Linked DNA regions of Mus musculus: region 1 is linked to region 2. The links are chromatin contacts, called in public promoter capture Hi-C maps. All regions are on one chromosome and are shown on one strand. The core of a region is the stretch at or near the end of the contact, and the rest is flanking DNA. Distances in the headings are between cores, read along the strand shown. Region 1 overlaps Rprd2 (regulation of nuclear pre-mRNA domain containing 2). Region 2 holds the start of Golph3l (golgi phosphoprotein 3-like).

Region 1 (4,420 bases), core at 525-3,024, 200 kb after region 2:
ACCTAACCCTCAAGAGACTGGAGGTCCAGAGAATGGGAAGGTCTTGTGGGGTGGAGAGTGAGGATAGGGACATCCTCATGGAGATAGGGAGGTAGGGATGGGGGACAGTTAGAGGGTGGGCCAGGAGGGGGATACAATCTGGATTGTACAATTAATTAATTAATTAATTAAACCAAAATAAAATAGTTTCCCCAAATATTTGTGGAGACAAAGAAAGAAAGAAAGAAAGAGAGAGAGAGAGAGAGAAAGAAAGAGGAAGGGAAGGGAAGGGAAGAAAAAAGAAAAGGAGAAAGAGTTGAACGAACTTGTACAAATAGCAAGATTAGAAGAAAACTAATCTTGTACAACACTGACCTCAAACCAGAAAATAACTGCAAATCATGTTTAATAGTATTCCATATACAGATCCTTAGATCAACCAATCCAGACACTTCTCACAAAACATTTAAGTGCCTCCATTTGCTGGCTGAAGCTATTTGAAATATCTGAATGTTCTGGGCATAATTTGATTCCAGGTTTACACGAAGGCTAAGCTTTTCAAAGACTCAACCCACCTAAGGTTCACTGTTAAAATGCTGGGCAATTCTAACATTCACCTGGACGACCCAAGTTCTACAGTCACTCAGGCTCCTCACCTCACACTCATTGCCTTCTAGGATCTGCTCACACAGCCCTGTCTCTGACCACACTCACCCATTCCCATTCTACCATTCTACAACCTCAGACAGCAGTCCATGCTCTCTACCTCCTCCATCTCCTTCAGAATTCATTTATTTCTAAGAATTCCACTGCATTTGATACATTATTTAAATTACTCTTACCAAAACCCTCATTTTCTTTTCCTTTTCTACCTAATTTAGCTTTCTAGTACAAAACCCTAAGTCTGGATGAGTCTAAATGAATGCTTTTCCTGTACCTTTCTTTTGTTTTTTAAAATTACATTTATTATTTTTCCTTATGTGTGCTTGGCATGCATGTATACATACAATGTGTGTATACATCATGGATGCAAATACATCAACAATGTGTACCACCTCTCTAGAACCTTCTTGTCTGATTTTTGTTTTAATTTGTGTTGAGACAAGGTGTGCAGATTTGAATGAGAATGGCCCTTATAGGCTCATAGATCTGAACACTTAGTCACCAGGGAGTGGAACTCTTTGATAGGATTAGAAGGATTTGGAAGTGTGTCACAGTAGGTGGGCTTTGAGGTCTCAAAAGTTCTTCAAAATCCTATACTAGGCCCAGTTTCTCTGTTTCTGTGTGTGCGGGTCTCTCTGTCTGCTGATCACGATGTAACTCTTGGCTACTTTACCACCACTCCTGCCTGTCACCATGTTCTCTGCCATGACAATAGTGGACAAAAGCTTCTGACACTGTAAGCAAACTCTTAACTAAATGTTTTCTTTTATAAGAAAGAATTTCCTTGGTCATGGTGTCTTGAGCACAGGGTCTCACACTATGTAGGGCCTGGGATTTGCTGTGTAGACCAGACTACCTTCCAACTCTGGGGATCTGTCTGCCTCTACCTCCGGAGTTCTGTTCTGTTTCTGAGGCAGGGTCTTGAAAAGCCCAAGGTGGCCTCAAATTCCTGATCCCCAGAACAACCTGACCCCACCTTCCAAGTACTGAGTTTACAGGTATGTGCTGCCACAGTCTGCTGTACCTCTAATTCTGCTGTTAGATTCTACTAAAGGAAAAGTACACAAGAAGGGGACTAATGTCCTACGAATGAGCCCATTCTGTAACAGCTCCTCCTTCAGCAGTGCCTTCTCTCACTTGCTCTAAGAGGTATTTCACAATGTACCACCCAGGACTCTATGACACAGATCTCTCACTCTTGGGACATAAGCATACATGCTATTTTATACACAAAGTAGCATTAAATGAGAATTATCTTCTCTAAAGAACATGTGCAGCATCCCCATCCCATTACCTAGAGGCATCCTGACTCGCTCAGTGGAAGCCCAAAAGAGTGAACAACTCAAGTTTCAAACAAAACAAAGACAGACCAGCAGCAGCAGCAGCAGCAGCAGCAGCAGCAGCCCCAGCCCCAACCATCAAATAAACAAATAAAACACCTTGCTAGGCCCGTGTGGGGGTAGGCACCTGTATTCCCAGCCTGGGGAGTGAACAAAAGCAGGAGGATTAGGACTTGAGAGTCATTCTAGTAACACATACCAAGTTTCAGGTTATCCTGGGGTACAGGAGGAAAAGTATATACAAGCTCTTTGTAATATTCTTAAAGTATTTTTAAAGTTTGAACTAAATGCTTGGATTACAAGCATGAGTTTGAATTTCAAACTTCAAGAATAACTTCCCTATATGCTATATTTGATTTGGTTTTCACCCTGTCTTACCCCATCAAGAACTTTAAGCCCCACAAAGTGGATGTGGTTAGACACCAACATAAAAGCCTCCATCTTACTGCCTCTCTGATACCTGCAGGCGTATGGAACACACATATTTAGGCTCTTACACACAGTAGATACACAAACAAATCTTTTTTTTAAAAAAATAAGTGGGGGCTGGAAAGATGGTTCCTTGGTTAAAAGCATCAGTTGTTCTTTTAGAGGACCCAAATTAGTTCCCAGCTCACAAAAGTCCCAGGAGACCCAATGTTCTTTTCTGGCTTTTGTAGACACAAATAAGGCCCAGAGACAAACATACAAGCAAAATACCCATATACATTAAAAACAACAACACTTTGGCCTGACAGTGGTGGGGCATGCCTTTAGTCCCACCACTTGTGGGGCATCTCTGAGTTTGAAGCAGGTCTGTCCTACATACAGAGTGAGTTCCAGAACAGCCAGGGCTACAAAGAAAACCCTTGTGTCACACACACACACACACACACACACACACACACACACACACACACGAATGAATGAATGAATGAATGAATGAATGTTTTAAGTGGCCAAGGACAAAGGCAATTAAACAGAAAGAAATCTGGGGCCATACAGAAATACTAATAAAGAAATTGAAAAACAAGAATTATCTTTACAAAGACAAAGACAATTCTTCCTAAGTTGGTGTTCCAAGAATCAAAATATTTAACTGTTTACTGATGAATGAAATACTATTACATTATATATTCTCACATTTTAACAAGACTTTAAAAAAAAAGCTGAGTGTGTTGGCACATGCCTTTAATTCTAACACTTAGGAGGCAGAGACTCAAATGGATCTGTGAGTTCAAGGTCAGCATGGTCTACAGAGTGAGTTCCAGGACAGACAGAGGTACATAGAGACCCTACCTCAAAAAAAAAAAAAAAAAAAAAAAAGTGAATGAATAAATGAATGAATAAATAAATAAATAAATAAATAAATATTATGGGTGTTGTAATTAACAAACAATTTCAGGTATTTTCAACTTTAGTGTCACTTATGTAATGGTTGAAAAACTAAGTCCTTAGTAAGTTGATTTTTATATACATTGAAAAGGGGAACAATATTCAACCAAAATTAAAAGTAGTAAAGTGCTGCTACCAGGTGTCATCAAGATAGTTCACTGGGTAAAGGCTCTGGATGCCAAGTTAACAACTCCTTGCATGGCGGGAGAAAAAGGCACCAAATCATTCTCTGACCTCCACACCCCTCCCTCCCTCCTTCCTCCTTCCCAGAGAGAGGTCCTAGCGGGCACTGTGCTTGCTGCAGCAGCATGTGGACCCGAGTCTGATTTCACTGATCCACTGGAAAGCTGGGGGTGCTTAGGTAACCCAGTCCAGTGTTACAGGGCACAGACATGTGGATCCCAGGAGCTTGCAGGGAAAATGGCTTCTGGGAAAGACAAGCCCCAGTTTCAGAGAGAGAGTATCTCGGGGAAGAATGAGAGTAACAGAGTAAAGCACCAGACGTGTTCCCCACACATGTGAAAGCATGCACACATATAAACCACAGATGAGGAGCTGGTGAGATGGCTCAGAGGTTAAGAGTGCCGACTGCTCTTCCAAAGGTCCTGAGTTCAAATCCCAGCAACCACATGGTGGCTCACAACCATCCGTAACAAAAATCTGATGTCCTCTTCTGGAGTGTCTGAAGACAGCTACAGTGTATTTACATATAATAAATAAATAAATATTAAAAAAAAAAATAAACCACAGATGAAAGAGAAAAACAGTCACCAGTCCACCAAGAGTCACTCAAGAACATTTGCTGTGCAGCACAAGTGCAGCTCATAAATTAGCTCAACAGTCAAGAGAAAAGTAGACTCTAAACATCTGCTAAACGAGTTGACTTACTAAATCCGAAAAATGAATGCAACCATTATCCAAAGGTAAGAACTTCAAAAAAAATTTTTAAAAATGGTTCAAATGCTAAACATAAACAAACAAAAACCTTAAAAAGTGTGACAGCCTTGAATCTTAATTTTCTTTACCTTCTACACCACAAAATCCCTAGTCAAAAGCTCTGAATT
Region 2 (4,850 bases), core at 1,143-3,642:
ACTAGACTTTCACCACCACACCAAACCATATGTAGGAGCACATTCCCATGATCCCAGCACTGAGTGTACAATGAGAGATGAGAAGTTCAAAGCCAACCTTTGCTATACATAGTGCATAGGAAGCAATTCTAGATCATGTGAGACTCTGTCTCAAAAACAAAGAAATTTTACTGTAGCATACTATTTTTATTGTGAGCAGGGGGAGGGCCCTCAGTTAAGAGATATTTAAACTAGAAAATCTTTGGCCAGTGAAATACTCCAGCATTAAAAGCATTTTGCCCTCTGGTACCTAAATTTGATCTACAGGACCCCACATAACAAGAGGAGAGACCCAACTGCTATAAGTGTCTTCTGACCTGCATACTTGTATTTTCACACACAACACACCACAAATAAATATTAAGAAATTTGTAATTGGGGGCCTGGAAAGGTGTTATTAAGAACACCTACTGCTCTAACAGAGGACTAGAGTTTTGTTCCCAACACACTCATCTGGCAGCTCACAACTCCCTTCTATCCCAGCTTTAGAGAATCAAGTGCCACACTCTGGCATCTAAGGGAACCTGCATTCATGTACTCTACCCACACACAGGGAAACAAACATATACACACATTTTTTTTAATTTTAAACTGTAAAAAAATTAAAGTCTCACCGAGCGTGGTGGCTCACGCCTTTAATCCCAGCACTTGGGAGGCAGAGGCAGGCGGATTTTTGAGTTCGAGGCCAGCCTGGTCTACAAAGTGAGTTCCAGGACAGCCAGGGCTATATAGAGAAACCCTGTCTTGAACCCCACCCCCAAAAAATTAAAGTCTCTTACGTAGTTGTTTTCTTTTAACAGGTCCTTCACGTCTTGGAATCTAGTCAAGAGTCAGTGCTGAAGAAAAGGAGAGTTAGTGAACCAAAGGAACATACCTAAAAATTATTTTTCTTATGCAAATTTGCAGTTCTCAACATTTAAACTAATATGCTGTATTATTTGAAGGTGTGCCTTCTGTACCTCTGAAAATTATTTTGTAGTTCATAGTTATTAAACTAATAAAAGTTTTAGCTATTATATTGTGTTTACCTGAGATAAATCCAAGGGAACTTTTGACTAAACAAAAATACAAATGTCATTGATTCTGCTCATATCCACTGAATACAACCTGCCTTCTATTTTAAAGAAAGCTTTTTTTTTAAATGTGTTAAGTTTTAAGGCCCTCTAAAACCATTTTTGAAGTGTTTATTCTGACTTTAAAATTCTGTAAGGATACACTTTTTACTTATGTTAAAACTGTACCATTTACTTGGTGCTATTAAAACAATGTTTGCTATTTTGATATAGTGTGTTATTAACAACTTTTTTTTTTTAATATTTATTTATTTATTATATGTAAGTACACTGTAGCTGTCTTCAGACACACCAGAAGAGGGCATCAGATTTCATTACAGATGGTTATGAGCCACCATGTGGTTGCTGGGATTTGAACTCATGACCTTTGGAAGAGCAGTCGGCACTCTTAACCGCTGAGCCATCTCACCAGCCCTATTAACAACTTTTAAATATGTATTTAGAGCAAAAATGATAAAAGCAATGGCCAATAAAAAAAAGACCGGCATCTTAATACCATGACTAAGATGCTCAGTGTGCAGGGTCTTTCAGGGCTTCTAGTTATTTAATTAACAGAAAGTGTTCAGCTATTAATTTTGAGAGAATTTAAGTAAGTATATCTTTCGCGAGGTGGACACATTTTAGAACTTTTGAGTGGTAGTGTGAACAATTGTTTTGCTGAGAGACCTGGAACCTAGCCCCACCCAAGCTATTTGCTTCCTTTGCTTCAGAAAAGGAAGACCTAAAAACTTGATCTGTTTCCGTCTTGTAATTTTAGCAGCCATATTCCAAACTGTACAGTAGCTACAGGATTATCAAAGTGGGATAACATCCCTCTAGAGCTGTTATGTGTGTAATAGTACCCATGCTGTTCAGTATAAACAGCACAAACCGAGTCAGATTACGTTTTTCTAGAGGCAAAGTTAAGCTCAGAGTTTACTCTTAGCCTTATTGCTTGGATGCCAACATTTCTTAACCAGCAGTGCCAATACAGACAGCTACAGAAAAACACCTGCTACACTGAAATTGGCCAACAGAATCCTTTCGTGATTGGCAGCACTGTGCTATCTCACAGAATACTTTGATTGGGTAATTTCATCGGGGTGGGATGCAGCCTTTTCCTCGCAGCCACCGAGGTTCCTTCATTGGACAGACCAGCTGTCAGGTTGAACCCAAACCTGCCTCCTTTTGGTGATGTTTGTCTGGATCGCAACACAATAGCCCGGAGGACCTCCCCTCGTAAGCTCCGATTGGCTAGAGTCAAACTTGGGGGTTTCTGATTGGCCCAATGAAGAAACACCAAGGTAGGTTGCCTAGTGATCCTGAGGAAGCTGATGTGTTATTCCCTCTCTGCAACGAAGGATCAGGAAGTTTGTACTCTCTGTGTGGCTGAGAAGTTTTTCACCTACTGGAACCCGCCTAGGGTACGGGAAACAGGTGCCCTCCAAAACGAGAGCGCGAACTGCAGCCTACGTCCCACTGCAGCTCAGGAGCAACGTCAGGTGAGCAAATATAACACTTCTTAACATCCAACAGAGCTGGTCAGTATTTTACTTTAGAGAGAAAGGGTGGTTTTTACTTATTTGTTGTTGCTCATCATGTTTTCAAGTAGGGTATTTTAACTAATAAGTGGCCACAGGGAAATGATGAATTCCTCAAAGAAAATTGCCCCCATTCTCCCCGGGGTGTTAAAGTTTCTTGGATTGGGTTTGGAAATAATGCCAAATGGAATTGGCACCCTAAGGCATTGTTCTGTGTTCTGTTCCTTCACTCTTCTTACTTCCCCTGAAAATTATATTTGAAATATACGCTTGTATGAAGAATTGTTTGTAAGACTCTTGGTGTGTATTTCTGGTGCTGTTTAATGAGTATATATTTATTTGAGCAGTTAAAACGTTAAAGATATTGTGCTAGTTGCTATGGAGAATATAAAAATTAAAAGATGACAATATTTCAGCCCTGGAGAAGTTTAATGTAACAGACAGCCATAACAAAAGAGGGACTATAATAAACATTTTAAAGGGCTTAAGTATAAATTTCTGTTTACATACAACTGAAGAAAAATCCATTTCTAAGTGTTTAATATATGCATAGTGGAGAGATAGAATTCACCTTAAGGCCTCACTTGTCTTTAGTAGGCCTTCAAAGACTGGACAGACAGTATTTAGGGAGGAAAGGAAAAGGAAGAAAACTCCAAGATCACAAGGATCAGAGGCAGAAAGAAAGCAAGATAAAATTGTTGAACTAGGCACAACCATAGCACATTTTAAATATTATTCTTTTGACCTCAAAGATATATAATTGCTGATAGTTTTTGACTTGCTTTTAATCATAAAAATTGACATTTATACCAGGCAGTGGTGACACACCTCTAATTCCAGCACTTGGGGAGCAGAGGCAGGTGGATCTCTAAGTTCAAGGCCAGCCTGGTCTACATAATGAATTCCAAGATAGCTAGGACATTTACACAGAGCAACCCTGTTTTGTTTCGTTCTAAACAAACGAAAAATAAAATACATTTACATTTGTATGAACTGTGCTAACTTTAAGCTTTATCACAGATGACTTAGACAAGTGTAATGCTTAGTATAAAAGGGTGTGTGCTCAGATTTTTTTTCCCCCATTTATGGGAATGGTACTTAGGACCTTATATATGCTAAATAACACTATGCTGTAACTGTAACACTGAGCCATATTCTAGCCCCTTTTTCTTTTTCTTTTTTGAATGAATTCTTTCTTTAAAAAGACTTATTTTAGTTCTTGCCCTCTTGGTCTCTTGCTCCTCCCTTGCTCTTTCCCTGCTTCCCTTCCCCTTTCTCTCCCCATTCCCGTCCCACCTCTCTCTCCACGTGCTCATGACTCCTCTACTTCTCTACTCTCTTTCTCTGCCTCTACTACCCTCGTAACTCCCCTCCCCATGCCCTTAATAAACCCTATTCTATACTTAAAAAAAAAAAGACATTCTATTTATTTCATGTATATGAGTACACTGTCTGAAGAAGTCACACCAGAAGAGGGCATCAGATCCCATTACAGATGGTTGTCAGCCACCATGTGATTGCTGGGAATTGAACTCAGGACTTCTGGAAGAGCAGTCAGTGCTCTTAACCACTGAGCCATCTCTCCAGCCCTAGCCCCATTTTCTTTTGCAAATTTGATAATCTTTTAACATTCTTGCTGGGCTTTTGTTGTTATTGAAGTTATTTGTGTTTTCACAAAATAACCAGATAGAATGCTAAATTGCCATACTTGGAAATGAGTTGTTATGGTAACAAAATAAAAGAAAGAAAGAAAATACTGGTCTGGAGGGTTGGCTCAATGGTTAATAGCACTTGTTTATGCAAAGTACCTGGATTTGATTCCCAGCACCCACATGGAGACTCACACTTGCTCAGGCACCAAGCACGACATGTGGGTACACAGACACACATGCAGGCAAAAAACTCATGTATACAACATAAATTAAAAGGAAAAAAATATTAAAACATAGACATGGAGAGATGGTTCAATGGGTGGGTAAAGCCAATTGCTATACAGGCTAAGCAACCTGACTTCAATGCTCAGAACTTGTTGAAAGGTAAGAGAAAGTGAACTACAACAAGTTGTTCTCTGACCTCCTCATGTGCACATGGCACAAGCACCCACAAATATTATGTACGTGAATACACAATAATTTTAAAATGTGTTTAACGTTACAAAAATTACAAATTATGTGTAACTCAAGAAGCCACATGCTCATGAAGTTTTGCTAACCCATCT

What was found. Promoter capture Hi-C pulls out the DNA fragments that hold promoters and counts their contacts.
Region 1: a promoter capture Hi-C map of the HPC-7 cell line shows a contact between it and region 2. The contact joins the enhancer-like site here to the promoter of Golph3l in region 2. A contact is called at or near these places in 12 of 39 promoter capture datasets (the C10 cell line, the HPC-7 cell line, cranial neural crest and 8 more), 1 of 15 datasets of contacts at CTCF or cohesin (the NIH/3T3 cell line), 3 of 484 Hi-C or Micro-C datasets (the HPC-5 cell line, bone marrow-derived macrophages and embryonic stem cells), 2 of 115 datasets of contacts at active chromatin or transcription factors (both in embryonic stem cells) and 3 of 9 other capture datasets (adipose tissue, liver and pancreatic islet).

What each region holds. Positions count from the first base shown.
Region 1 is chr3:95,792,092-95,796,511 of GRCm38.p6, forward strand. All of the region lies in intron 1 of Rprd2 (regulation of nuclear pre-mRNA domain containing 2), which reads right to left. Among named protein-coding and RNA genes, the nearest start is that of Gm26361, 2.6 kb to the right of the region's middle. Within about 2 kb of position 1,775, at least 5 of the 459 cell types and tissues checked have an H3K27ac peak or open chromatin away from gene starts, as enhancers often do.
Region 2 is chr3:95,586,542-95,591,391 of GRCm38.p6, forward strand. Golph3l (golgi phosphoprotein 3-like) reads left to right here and starts at 2,393. Exons shown (of 5, transcript NM_146133.3): 1 at 2,393-2,593. The coding sequence starts at 2,426. It overlaps Hormad1 (HORMA domain containing 1), which reads left to right. Exons shown (of 15, transcript NM_001289532.1): 15 at 840-1,319. The coding sequence ends at 917. It overlaps Gm40097 (a long non-coding RNA gene), which reads right to left and starts at 2,276. Exons shown (of 3, transcript XR_867468.2): 1 at 2,104-2,276; 2 at 819-875.